Linked DNA regions of Gossypium hirsutum: region 1 is linked to region 2. Evidence: chromatin contacts called from public Hi-C data. All regions are on one chromosome and are shown on one strand. Each heading gives the region's core, a stretch centred on a gene start, on an enhancer-like site or on the middle of the called end of the contact. The rest is flanking DNA. Distances are from core to core; before and after follow the strand shown. Region 1 holds the start of LOC107896374 (DNA-directed RNA polymerase III subunit RPC5). Region 2 holds the start of LOC107896261 (F-box protein At5g03970).

Evidence for each region. Hi-C and Micro-C count contacts between places; a contact is called where the count stands out from the background.
Region 1: a Hi-C map of leaf shows a contact between it and region 2, with 2.0 times the contacts expected there. The contact joins the promoter of LOC107896374 here to the promoter of LOC107896261 in region 2. A contact is called at or near these places in 3 of 34 Hi-C or Micro-C datasets (hypocotyl and leaf).

The regions. Positions count from the first base shown.
Region 1 is chrA11:27,554,318-27,560,684 of Gossypium_hirsutum_v2.1, reverse strand. LOC107896374 (DNA-directed RNA polymerase III subunit RPC5) reads left to right here and starts at 5,078. Exons shown (of 14, transcript XR_001683727.2): 1 at 5,078-5,706; 2 at 5,789-5,857; 3 at 5,934-6,041; 4 at 6,266-6,334.
Region 2 is chrA11:27,418,016-27,424,860 of Gossypium_hirsutum_v2.1, reverse strand. LOC107896261 (F-box protein At5g03970) reads left to right here and starts at 4,065. Exons shown (of 2, transcript XM_016821380.2): 1 at 4,065-4,272; 2 at 5,108-6,596. The coding sequence starts at 5,136. The coding sequence ends at 6,239.

The DNA.
Region 1 (6,367 bases), core at 3,829-6,328, 130 kb before region 2:
TGAAATAAGCACATTAGCCATGGATTAATATCCTGAAAATATTAAAACATGAAATAAGCATACATAATTGAAAACAAGAATCAAGTATTTATCATGTAATTCAGAAATCAAATAAAAAGATTCATATAGGTTTCATCTTCCCTAGGTATCTAGGGAATTTAGTTCATAATCTAAAATAACATCATCTTAAAGTTAGGAAAACAACAAGACATAAATAAAGCCAATAAAACTTCTAAAGAAATTGAATGGAGATCTTCAATCTTAAAGGAGATCCACTTCTGAAATGAATCCGATGGCGTTCTTCGAGTCTTTTCTTCGTTCTTCTCTACGTGCCCCTTTAGGTGCTTTTCTACTGTGTGTTTATAAACTTTAGAACGCCCAAAATCCCTAAAAATTGGCTTTTTCCATGTAAAAGAAGAACAAGGTGTGAAATCGACACGAGCTAGCACATGGGTGTGTGGCCAGCCCGTGTGGCTCATACAGGTGTATGCCCAGCCCGTGTGGAAATGCCCAGGCCGTATGGATTCTGAAAATAGCTCTTTTTGTTTGATTTTGGCCTGTTTTTCGCTTCTTTCGCTCCCCTATGGTCACCTAAGTATAGAAACATGAATTTAAAGGATTAGTAGCATCAAATTCACTCATTTACATAATAAATCATCCAAAAACGCATCAAGAATAGGATTAAAACATATTACTTTTATAGCTTATCATAATAAAATTGATAACGAGAAAGAGGAGTTTCGACCATGCGAATACGAGGTAAGTCGAGCTTAGACTTTAAATAAGTGATTCTCGGGAGGCAACCTAAATGTTTAACTTTTGCTAACTCGTTTAAATCCATTGCATGCTAATTTAAAATCTTTAATAAAAAAAAGGTGTGGTTTTTACCTACATGACCTAGACACACGGGCGTGTGGAACACATGGCCTGAACACATGGGCGTGTCGCAGGTCGTGTGTGAAATGGAGTAATCGACTGTGAGTTACACAGCCTGGCGACATGGCCATGTGACCCATACAGCCTGGACACACAGGCGTGTCCTTGGCCGTGTGGATACTGGGACTTAAATTTTCAAAAATTCGACGGTTATACGGCCTAAAATGGTCCACACGGCCTGGAGACACGGCCGTGTGAAACCTGGAGCTAATTTTTTCAATTTTATTCTAAGTCAAAGAGTTACACGGGCAAGAGACACGGCTAAGCCACACGAGCGTTTAAGATCTCACATGGGCGTGGGAGAAGTGAAGCAGATCACACACAGCCGAGCCACACCCACGCATGACACCGCCTACCACTTGCAACCCCCTGTTGTAACTCTGGCCACCATCTTCCGTCAGTCTTCCACTTTTACTTTATTTTTTTTATTTTGATTTTATTTTGATTTTTTTTCTCATTATTATTTGTTATATTATTTTTTATTTTTTTATCTGCTTTATTATTTTTTTCTTATTTGTTTTATTTTTCTTATGCTTAGATTTTAATTTAATTGTAATTTATTTATGCTATTTCTATTATTTTTAGTAATTTTTTACTATTATTTTTACTATTACCTTTAATTTCATTAGTATCATTTAGTTTATTTCTTTTATTTTTCATTTTATTTTTGTTTTAGTTGTTTTTTTTATTTCCTTAGACTTATTTCATTTATTATCTTTTGAACAATATTTTTTTATGGTTGTTTCTAATTGAGTTGTAACATTTTAATATTATTCATTATTTGTGTTTATTTTCTTCTTAGTTTGCACAGAATCGTATACTTCATTTTCAATTGCCTACAATTTAACTTTTCACCATTCTAGCGATTTCATCTAATATTTAGGGTAGTTTTAGTTTTCTCCTTCTGTTATGATATTCTGCATACACTGTGATTATATTTTTTTGTACATTGAGGACAATATAAATCTTAAGTATGGGGAGGTTTTTTATATGACTATTGGAGTTGTTATTCTAGAACTTGCTTTGATTATACATGTCGAAGCCACACCTTTGATTTGATATACTGAGATGATAAAGGCACTTAGGTTTTAACCCACTTATTCCATAAAAAGCCTACCTTTTTAATTAACTCATAGTGAATTCCGTTGAGCCTAACACACTGTTTCTTGATTTATCTATTAATGTTAACCCATAACTCTTTTTCCTTCTTTTTTTGTTGAGACTTTTCCCCTGTTTATTGACTCCTTTTTTGTCTAGATTTGATTTGGTTAGTTGCTTAACTATGCTCTTCTGTTTGATTTGCTGAATTATTTTTTATTATTCTAGATAAAAAAAGAAAAAAAAGAGAGAAAAAGAGAAAGAAAAAAATATATTGATTCTTATTTAGTTCTATGTTGTTGAGTTTAAACAGTTAAATTGATATTTTGAGAAGAAAATCGTTTTCTTATTCTTGAATAGTTATTAATTTATTCACTTATTTTTAATTCAGCATTTGTTTATTTTTCTAGTTTGGTAATTTATCAATTTGATCTCGATTTTAACTAACTTTTTCAGCCCTTCTCCACACCCTTAACCTAAACCCCATTACAACCTCTTAAAGACCTTTTGATTTGTGTATCATATCTTTTTATAGTGGTGGAGATTTTATTTTCATGCAAGCCTATTGTAATGACTTTTCTTATTTGACTATTGAGTGCTTATTCTTGAACCTTAAACACTTTTGAGTGATTTGAGTGAACCTTTAGTGAGGATGTCGATTCTTGTCGATTTTGAATTAAAGGTAATTACTTAGATAAGGGGAAATACCTATGTTTTCGTGCTTTAAAAATTTTCAACTTGGATTGTTTTAATCTTTAGTGCTCTTTTAGTTGAATTATCAATGTATGATTATTTGCGAATTATTTCGAAATATTATTGATGAGAATTACAAGTTAAGAGTAATCTTTTAGTTTAATTGTATGCTTGTCCTCAAGCAATTTTCCTTAGCACCCTCTTGTTATGTTGTTTAAGGAAGTGCCACTCTTAAAAGTCATGTCAAAGGTTGTGTTTGATTGAATACAACTCCATCATCAACTGAAATAATATTTCCATTCAAGTTGATTTGTTCATAAACTACTTTATTATCTTAATTTGATCTAAAGGTGACACTTATTGGTGCCAACTTTCATGGCTAACAAAAGGCTCGAGGGAATGTTGAAAAGTGGTCATCAGGATCTCGACTATCGTGAGTGTCAAAGTCATAGTATTGTATTTTTATCATCACCAAATGACCATATAATTAAAAAAAACATATTTTGCAAAATAATTTTGAGAAGCCTATATTAAAATTAAAAAAAATCATTTATCAAGAGATAATTTCTTATAAATTCACACCAAGTCAACAAAAGAAATTGGAGAAATAAAAAAAACTTGTGTCATATTTGGTGAAGATGCGTAAACTCATCCCAATTCAATGAAACATTATAGCATTAATGAATTAGTTATAACATGACAAGTTGGGCCTGAGGATATATCAGCCCATATAGGAAACTTTCACTGAGTTCAACAGAATTCTGAACGCCTTCATTACTTTCTAATTCATTAATATCCAATATATGGTGATCATAATTTAAATGCCTAAGACTCATTGTGGATTGTGATTAAACATAAATTGAATATTAATGGATAAAACAAAGTAATAAAATAGAGTCAAATCTATAAATCTCACATAAGTTATGCACATTTATATATGTGAAAATTTAATTTTAATTGATTTAAATATTAAAATTTGATTAGTGAAATTGATGATTTGTAAAAGCTAAACTAAACTAAAAATATTATATATCTATGTTATATAAAATATTTATGATTGAGTTAATATCACGAGTCAACTATCTTTTTCATATACTTTTTCTGATTTCGTTGTTAGCACAGGTTTTACACAATCGATTGGATCATATAGATATCCTTTCAACACAACATAGATCGTCAAAAGGACCTCAAAGACTCACCAAAACAAGAAAGTCAAGATCTTTCAGAAATTTGATTCCTATTCGAAGGGTGCATAACTACATGGATAAGCTTACATTAGCTCGTCAATTTAAGTTTCAATTCAAGATTTTCCTTGAGGTATCAATAATGGATTGGAATTTAATAATATTGATTCATATAGATATAGAAGAAAAGAATACATCAATTCAATCAGAAATTATTTAAAAATCATTTTTAATAAAGTAATGAATATTAATATAAAGACTATTTTGTCTTTTGCTATTTTAATATAAAATATTTAAATAAAACATTTAAAAATTGAACTTAAGGTCTTCTAAAAAAATCGAAAGTGTACAAAAGGTTTATTTATACACGCTTTATCATTTTATCTATAACTCAATTTTTTTTATAAACATAATTTAATATTACGTTTTTCTTTTACTCACATTATAAGTGTAACAAAATATAATGTTTAGATTACGTGATGTTCATAAAAGAAAAAAATATATAGAGCCCAAATTATGACCTATTAATCTAGTCTTCACCTTTCTCGTATAATTTGAGTTCGAATAATTTTTATATCACATATATGTATAATAATAATAATAATAATAATAATAATAATAATAATAATAATAATAAACACTAATGATTAAACTAGCATTTTGAAAAGAAAAATATTGGAAAAGGTAAATAATCTTTTTATATATATTTTTCTATTTAAATTTTTTTCAATTAAGTTGATTTTTAGTTAATTCGCAATATTAACTCAATCAAATTTTATATAAAAACTTATTAAATTTGACAATAAAATTATATAGCAACTATATTTATTAAAAATGAATATAAAAAAATAAATGAAATTTTGAATGAAATAGTTAAAAAAAATATTGAAAAAAAGTTCAATTTTTATGGTGTATAATTTTTTTATATTTTTATATGAAAAAGATGTAAAAAGGTTAAGAAAAAACTTTTAAAACAATATGATTTATATTTAGTCATTATCTAATTCAACTAAATTTATGAATTAGTCCAAGTTTATGTACCTTGCACCAATTATTTTTTATTGAATTATTGTTAAGTTTATCATTCAGTTTAAGTTTATGGAGCTTGACTCGGTGAGTTAATTTAGAGGTGCAAATAATGATATTCCAATAACCTTAAGTAAGAACCGCTACTTTAATTCCTACTTAAACCGTTCTTAAATTTAAAATCTTGGTCATATCTTTTGTGGAATATTCACTGAAGCCTTTTATAAGAATCTTTCTCCACACTCAAAAGCTGCAAAACTTCAAGCCCTAATCGGTGGAAACCCTAGCCGGTGACTGGATTAACACTGATAACAAAACGTCGAAAATGGACCTGGATGATTTGGGAGAGCTCGACAGTTCAAGTCAGGCCAATACTCGAACCACCAAATTCGCGCCCAAATCTTCCAAATTCGCACCCAAATCTTCCAAATTCGCACCCAAACTCAAACCCATCTCTAAGCCAAAACCTGAACCCTCATCCAAACAAGAGCCTCAAGACTCCGCGCCCAAGCTCCAACCACCACCTGTGGAAGCAGTTTCCAAAAAGAAAGAAAACGATGAAGAAGATGTCAAGCCGCCGATGGTTGCTGAACCGAAAGCCGAACAATCGATATCAAGTGGCGCGGTGAAGATGGAGATTGATGAGGACACTAAAGAAGATGAGATCTTGACTGAAGCCAACAGAGAAGAAGATCAAGGAGAAGAAGAAGATATGGTTGTTCGCGAAATCGACGTCTTCTTCACTCCTTCAATTGATGCCGACGCTCAGGTGATTGCATTTTTCTATTTCCTTTATTGTTTAATTTTCAGTTTTGCTTATTGTTTTTCCCCCTTTTGGAATAAAATTGCAGTTATATGTTTTGCAATATCCTCTAAGGCCTTGCTGGCGACCATACGAATTGGATGAACGATGCAAGGAGGTTCGTCTGTTTTTCCCTTCAATTTCTTTTTCTTTTTCTTTGTATGAATCAATCTTATTCTTTAGTTATTTTGTAGGTACGGGTGAAACCTGATAGTGGGGAAGTGGAAATTGGCATGTCTGTTGATATTGATTCGAATAATTATGACAGTGAATCTGCAAACAAATTGAAGATGACGAAGCAGGTTTGGCTCTGATATTACAATTTAATCAAATTTCAATCTATATATTTATAGGTATTGTATTTTTCCCCGGAAACATGTTCCGAGTGCTTTGCATTGATAAATTTTTTACATACTGCTACTGCATTTGTTGATAAGTTGCATTGTCGCATTTTCTTTTTTACATAATGTCTTTTCCAAATAAATTTAGCTGCATAACCTAATTATGTATCCTCATTTCTTTTTAGACCTTATCTTCTTCATGGCTGCCACCACGTCCATCTGGCTATGCTGTTGGAGTTTTAATGGGCGATAAGGTGTGTGCATCTATTGTCTATGAGCTTGTTTGA
Region 2 (6,845 bases), core at 2,816-5,315:
AATATATGTACAGAAAAAAGGATACTTATAAACTTGTAATCTATATCTTACTTTCCTAGGTAACGGCACCAAAAACTTGACAGTAACTTTCTAGGTCTACAACCCAAGTGTAGGTTATATTCAAGTAATAAAATCTTGGGAGTCCGAGGTCGATCCACAAAGAAGTTGATTAGAACTTAAAAGATTACAAGTATTAAGCTAGAACATAAATTTAACATTTAACTTTAGAATAAGCATTGGTAATGAAAGTAGTAGCTAGAAACACTAGAACTAAAAATTCAACGTAAGAAATTAACTAAAACTAATAAAAAGCAAATACTTGGGAAAAAAATATGCTGAGGTTAGAGGATCAACTATTGGTGTCATATTAAGATTCAATTTTAATATTTAATGGGAAGTCTCAATTGGATGATCTAGCAATGTACGTCCACTAATTAAGCATATGAATCCATGAGCAAAGGTATGTCCATCAATGGAGTGTCCAAAATGATTGTACAATAAGTCCAAGAGTTTAACAAATGAATCCATAAGCAAAGGATGGTGCAATATGACAGTTCAACTATTTAAGTTCAGTCCAACCATATGCTATTATAACCACTTGATAACTTCAAGACCTATAAAAAGATTTCAAATATTTATTATGTCAATTTTTATGTCTACAAAAAATTAAGGTTAATTTATCCAAGCATTCATTGTGCTATATATTGTCTATAACAAATAAAATATTTTACTTTACAAGTATAATTATAACAAGTGATTGATAATTAATTTTAGCTCAAGTGATGAGTATGGGATTTACCTTAATATTTCCCAAGAGTTTCGTCCTTTCACCTCAGCATTGAAAACTTAAAATAATATAGCAAAAGTGAACAACTCAAACTTAAATGAAAAAGACATTTTAGAAATAAGAAACTTGAAATTTTACATGAATAATGAAACAAACAAAAACTTAATAAGAAAATGATCTTGAACTCAACTTCAATATGCCTCCTATGCTGAAATTAAAGGCTATTTATAGAGATTTGTGAAGAGGAAAATGACAATACAAAGGACTTGATAATAATAAATTTCTAGGCCTACTTCTTTTTTATCTTTTGAGTCATTTTTCACATGTTAAAAGATGAATCCTTTTTTCCAAGTTAACATCTCTCAATGGGAAAAATCCAAGAGAGTTGATTGATGGTCTGCATCTTGTCTATATACTGTAAAAATTTCAACTCCAAACTCCAATTGTGTTAAAAGATATGAACCAACCATGAAAATGCGTAAAAATTGTCCATCAATGTGAAACTTGCAAATTTATCTTTACTTTTGGATCTATTCCTGATGCATTTTGGTGCTGGTGTGCCAATATTTGAACTTCAAATCCCCTTTCTGATGATATAAGGTAAACCCAAAATGGAATCCTGAAGCTCGAGACATGATAGAAACACTAAAAGGTCTTCTGACTAAAAGTTCTGAATGTGTTCCTATTACAAATTTTTAATCTTTGAGCTTTGAACTTTCACTCATCATCTTAGATCAACTTTAGGCTTACTGCATTTAATCTTATGGTTCTATGTATTGACATATTCTTCCCAAACCTGTTTTACTTGCAAATTCCACATGGAATATTTTATTGAAACTAAATGCATGAAAAACACTAAAAATACACAACATTTACAATACAAAAAAAAAGTCAAATCACTAAAATGAATTTAAAACATATAAAAATACTCAAGAAACTAAGTAAATGTAAGTAAGATATACTCCAAAATAGTCATATGTTGATGACTCATCAGGAAGCATTTTCTCATTTACATATCACTTAAATAAAGTGAGTGAGTATTGTCAAGGAACAACACACTAGAAAAAAGTAATTTTGGACACCATTCTATCTTTTTTGAATCAATTGAATCCCTAATATCTTAACCTTAAATCCTAACCAATTAGATAATTTCATAACAAATCAGATGTGGGTTATATTTATAGGGCAATTACTTAATAAGCCGCCTACCATAAGAGGTGGCCTCATAGTATAGAACTAAAAAATCGGGCGCGGTACTAAGGGGGTTGGCAAGGTTCAAGTCCTCCTTAAAATGGAAAAAATATTACATTCGCCCCTTTATATTATAAACAAGTAAATGGTCAAATTTGATCCAAAAAATGATAAAAATTTAATTTAATCCTGCAACAAACTAATATATGACATGCAACAAACTGAACTCGACAAATGTAGTTGTTAAGTTTAGATTTTGTATAGGTTGCCACTTATAGTTGGTGACTCAGTAAGCCTTGTTGACACCGATTGATTTCAACTTATAGGCTAAAAATCTTATAAATATGACTATTGGCACCTTATTCCCCCACACCCAAAGTTCATTTCCAATCCTTAAATTTGTTCCCTTTTTCTATCACTTTAATTTGTAATCATTTAAATGTTTTGGGTTTGAGGGTTAAGATTAGAGTTTAGGATTTAGTGTTTTAAGACTTTAGTTTATGATTTTTGAAATAGTAAAATGCAATTTCAACATATATTAATTTATAATTTTATTATTTATAAGAGAACTGAAATATCAATTTTTCATTTTTGGAAAGCCAAGACTTCTACCTACCCCTTTTACCACGCCTCTATTCACTCAAAAGTCTAGACTTGTATTTTATTTTTTAGAATCGTTTTATATTGGCTTCAACTTTACCAGCGTGAGCATTTTTACTGCCTTAACTTCAATAAAAAATGGGAAAACATCATTGAGTGTGGTACCACTATTTAGCCCTAATCAACTTGTAAAATTTAGTGAAGTTTTTTTAGAGGAAAAGTTGACTTGACAATTAAAAATTTAAAGCCATTGACGTGATAAGTCATACGACAGTTCATTTTTATTTCATAATAGTTCAAAAAATAAAAAATATATTTAAAAATAAAAAAAGTTCATAAATGGTTAAAAAAAATCTATTCACGTTAATGATTAAGTACATGTAAATTGTCACACGAGCTGCCACATTAGTATCTTTAAAATTTTAATAATTTAGTCAATTTTTTCATAAAAAAGCAAATTAACTAAATTTCGAAGATTGAGAGTGTCAAAATAACAAAATGAATAAATATTAAGGTAACATTGGTATGATGGAAAGTGGTCACTTTCTTGGAAATTTAATCAATCGGAAAACGATTTCAACATTTGATATATCAATTTTTATTTACTTTCCTTGAAATTTAACTTTTTTTTGGAAGTTATTTTCCCGTGAACATAGTAATGTAATTCCCATGATAAAAGGTGGGAATGTTTTTTTCCCATGTAGATTAGAAATTTAAAAAAATAACAAGACTAAATTAACCTATTTTATATTAGTTTAGGGTATTAATCTATCCATAAATGTAAAAGAAGAAGAAGAATAAGAAAAAGAAGTTATTGCCTCCTTCCTCCTTCCTATTATTTGATTTTCTCTATTACTACTATGAATTCTTGAGAAGTAAGTTTTTTTCCTTAATCTAATTTTTTATATGCATATTTAATCATATATATATTATATCATTTTCATATTATATTTATTTTCTATTATTTTATTGTCTTTTTTCGATATACTAATTGAAAATTCAATTTTATTATAATATTTATGAATCTTTATGAGGAAAAGGAAAAAAAAATTAAGGCTTATTGTATGATTTTTGAGAATGAACAAATGATTGGCAACCCATTTAGAATTAGAAGTAGAATAGATAAGACAAGTGATCAATCAAATTTCAATACGGTTATGTATTATATTTAAAAAAAATTCAATACTTAAAATAAATTATGTTACATTGGGGCTTCGAAAAAAATAATGTAAAAATGATCCATTAAAATTTAATATTAAATGTTTAATTCAAATATTTGATAACAATAAAATTTATTATAAAAATTAAATATATAAATATTATATTTTATATAATAAGAATAAATTCGTAAATTATTATTATATTTTTAAAAATATTTAATGAAATGTAATATTTGACGTTTGATTGAAATGAGAGAAGATGAAACGCTGGCAAAGAGTTAAATTAAAGTTGAAAGAGAGTAAATTTTTTTAAATTCCTGTCTTCCATTGAAAGAAAGCAATGCCCGAGTGATATTACAAAATCCATATATCCAAACACTCCATATAGACGTGAAGACTGGTCTAGGTTATTAATTTTATATATTAGCCGAAAAAGGAAGGGCCCAAGAAAAATCAAAAACTTCTCTCCAAAGTCTAGATGAAAAAGCTCTTTGTCAGATCAACAACATCAAAGCCAAGTAAAAGATCTTACAGGTATCGCTTCTCACTCACTTTCTTCACTTTTAATAATAATTTCGCTTTTATTTTTGTCCTTTAATCGCTCTCTTAGCTCTGCTTATGTCCTTAATTATGTTCATTAGGCTTCTGCTCTTTAATTAATGTTTCTTTTCTCTCTCTTGAGTTTGCTGTTTTCGGTTTCCTCTTTTTACTAGTGGTACCTATTTTTTAGTTAATTCTTAATTTTAGCTTTTCATTAGGTTTTTATGCGCTTACAATGTGTTTGGTTGCCGAGAAAATGTCTCTTGAGTTTGCTGTTTTCGGTTTCCTCTTTTTACTAGTGGTACCTATTTTTTAGTTAATTCTTAATTTTAGCTTTTCATTAGGTTTTTATGCGCTTACAATGTGTTTGGTTGCCGAGAAAATGAATAGGGGAAAGTCAAAAGAAAACTAGAAAAAAGGAAAAAAAAAAGAAAGAATGAAACCCCTTCCTTTTTAATTTGCGGATTCGAATTATTAAATTCTGTACTTCTGAATACTGGAAAAGGAAAATAAAAGGAATCGATGTGAAATTGGGTGCTTTGGAGGTCTGGCGAATTCTGATATTAAGTTTGAGTTTTATTTTTAGATTTTTGAAATTTTGGACGATTAACGTTATTTTTGAAAAAGAAATATTGATTTCTCAAGGTAAATTTCGTAAGTGAACCCATCTCAAGTCACTCTTGAACCGTGAATAGTCTTTGAAGCATTTATGGACGTATAATTTTGGTAATAGTAACTTTGTTTCTGGCTTTCGCCATTCTATGTTGTTAGGGTAATTATTTGTGTTCTTTTAAATGGTTTTTTGGTAATGTTGTATATCTGGCTGCAGTGTGAGAAGTGGGGGAAGTTCAAGTTAAATGGATCGAGGAAAAAAGCTGACTAACTTCTATGGTAACAAAAACAACAAGATTTACATGGATCTAAAAGACATAGTAAGGGAGAATGCACTTCGTTACCTTCCTGCTAAATCACTTTTCCGGTGCTTTGGAGTTTGTCGGGATTGGAAGCATCTAATATCAACACCTTTCTTTGCGCACAATCAATCAAATTCTTTCCATTCTGTCTCGGGTTTCTTTTACCAATCACAAGCAGGTCTGCCGTCATTCATGTCTCTTGACCCTGTGGCTTATGGTGTTCCAGACCCATCTCTAAAGTTTCTGCCCGAACCTGTTGATATTAGGTCCTCTTGTAATGGGCTGCTTTGTTGCCAGGGGCGTACTGGTTACAAGGCTTACTACATCTGCAATCCTGTTACCAAGCAGTGGAAGAAACTTCCAAAACCAGATGCTGATCATGGGTCTGACCCTGCCGTAGTGCTCGTATTTGAACCATCATTGCTGAACTTCACTGCTGATTATAAGTTAGTTTGTGCTTTTCCATCTGAACTTGATGGATATGAGTTTGAGATATATTCCTCTGAGAAAAGATCATGGATAATTTCTCGTGAGATTTGTTTTTCTGAGAGGAAGGTCATGCCTAAGTCAGGTATTCATGTGAATGGCACTGTTTATTGGCAGACGATGGGCTTTGGAATTACCGCATTCGATCTCAATTCAGAACGGTTTCAGCTCCTCGATAGTGCAGTTGGGACCTTAGGAATGAGGAATGGGAAGCTTTGTTCGGCATACGTACATGCTCAAAACTTGGTCGTGAATATGCTATCTAATACTCACTCGAATACCATGCAAATGAACAGCCATGCCAAGATGTGGGAAGAAATGCAACCCAAGATTCATGTTGATATTTCATTACCCGCATCATCTAATAATAATGCTTCGGGTAGGTATGGATATGGGCATGGAGGAGTAGTGTTTATTGGTGGGGATGTAGTGTTGCTTAGTAATGGGAACAAGTTTTATTCTTATGAAATGAAGAAGAGGGCCTCTAAAGATTTGGGTGAACTTGATATTGATACCAAGGCAGGAATTGTTGGGTATGTGAATAGCCTTGTTGAGCTCTAAGACCATGCGCTGCTGTCTGTATGGACCGGCCTTGACAAGAACACCCTACACAATCTCCCCCTTTTATTCTCATTATCAGGCAAAATATTTCGTTAGTCCATCCGACATCTGTAAATATGTTTTTATTGTGTCTTTTATTTTATTTTGTTATTAAATCTTTTTTGGTCCTTTTGTAGTAAGGATCTATGATACACGGTTAAATAGTTAACTATTGGGAATTTTTTTTCGTGTTTTAGAAAGGTAAAGTTTGTAATGTGATAACTATTGGGTGTGATAGTAAACTCATTTTTTAATCATGTAGTTGAGAGTTTGATCTTTACTAATGAGGATAAAACATATTATATGATTAATTATTCACTTCCTCGAGAATCACCAAGGTTTGTAATTTCATGATTACTTTTTTAGCAAAACTATAAAATGTTGTTGGATTTAGCAACCTTTTTCCTTTTTCAATGATTATTTTTGTTCCAATGAAGTTTATATACAGGCAATGACATATCTTAGAACCGTTTTGCACATAATCTATAAAACAAATTTATTAAAATATAATGGTTCTAGAATATTGTGATTGTTTGTATATATTTTTTAAATATTTTATTTTTTATA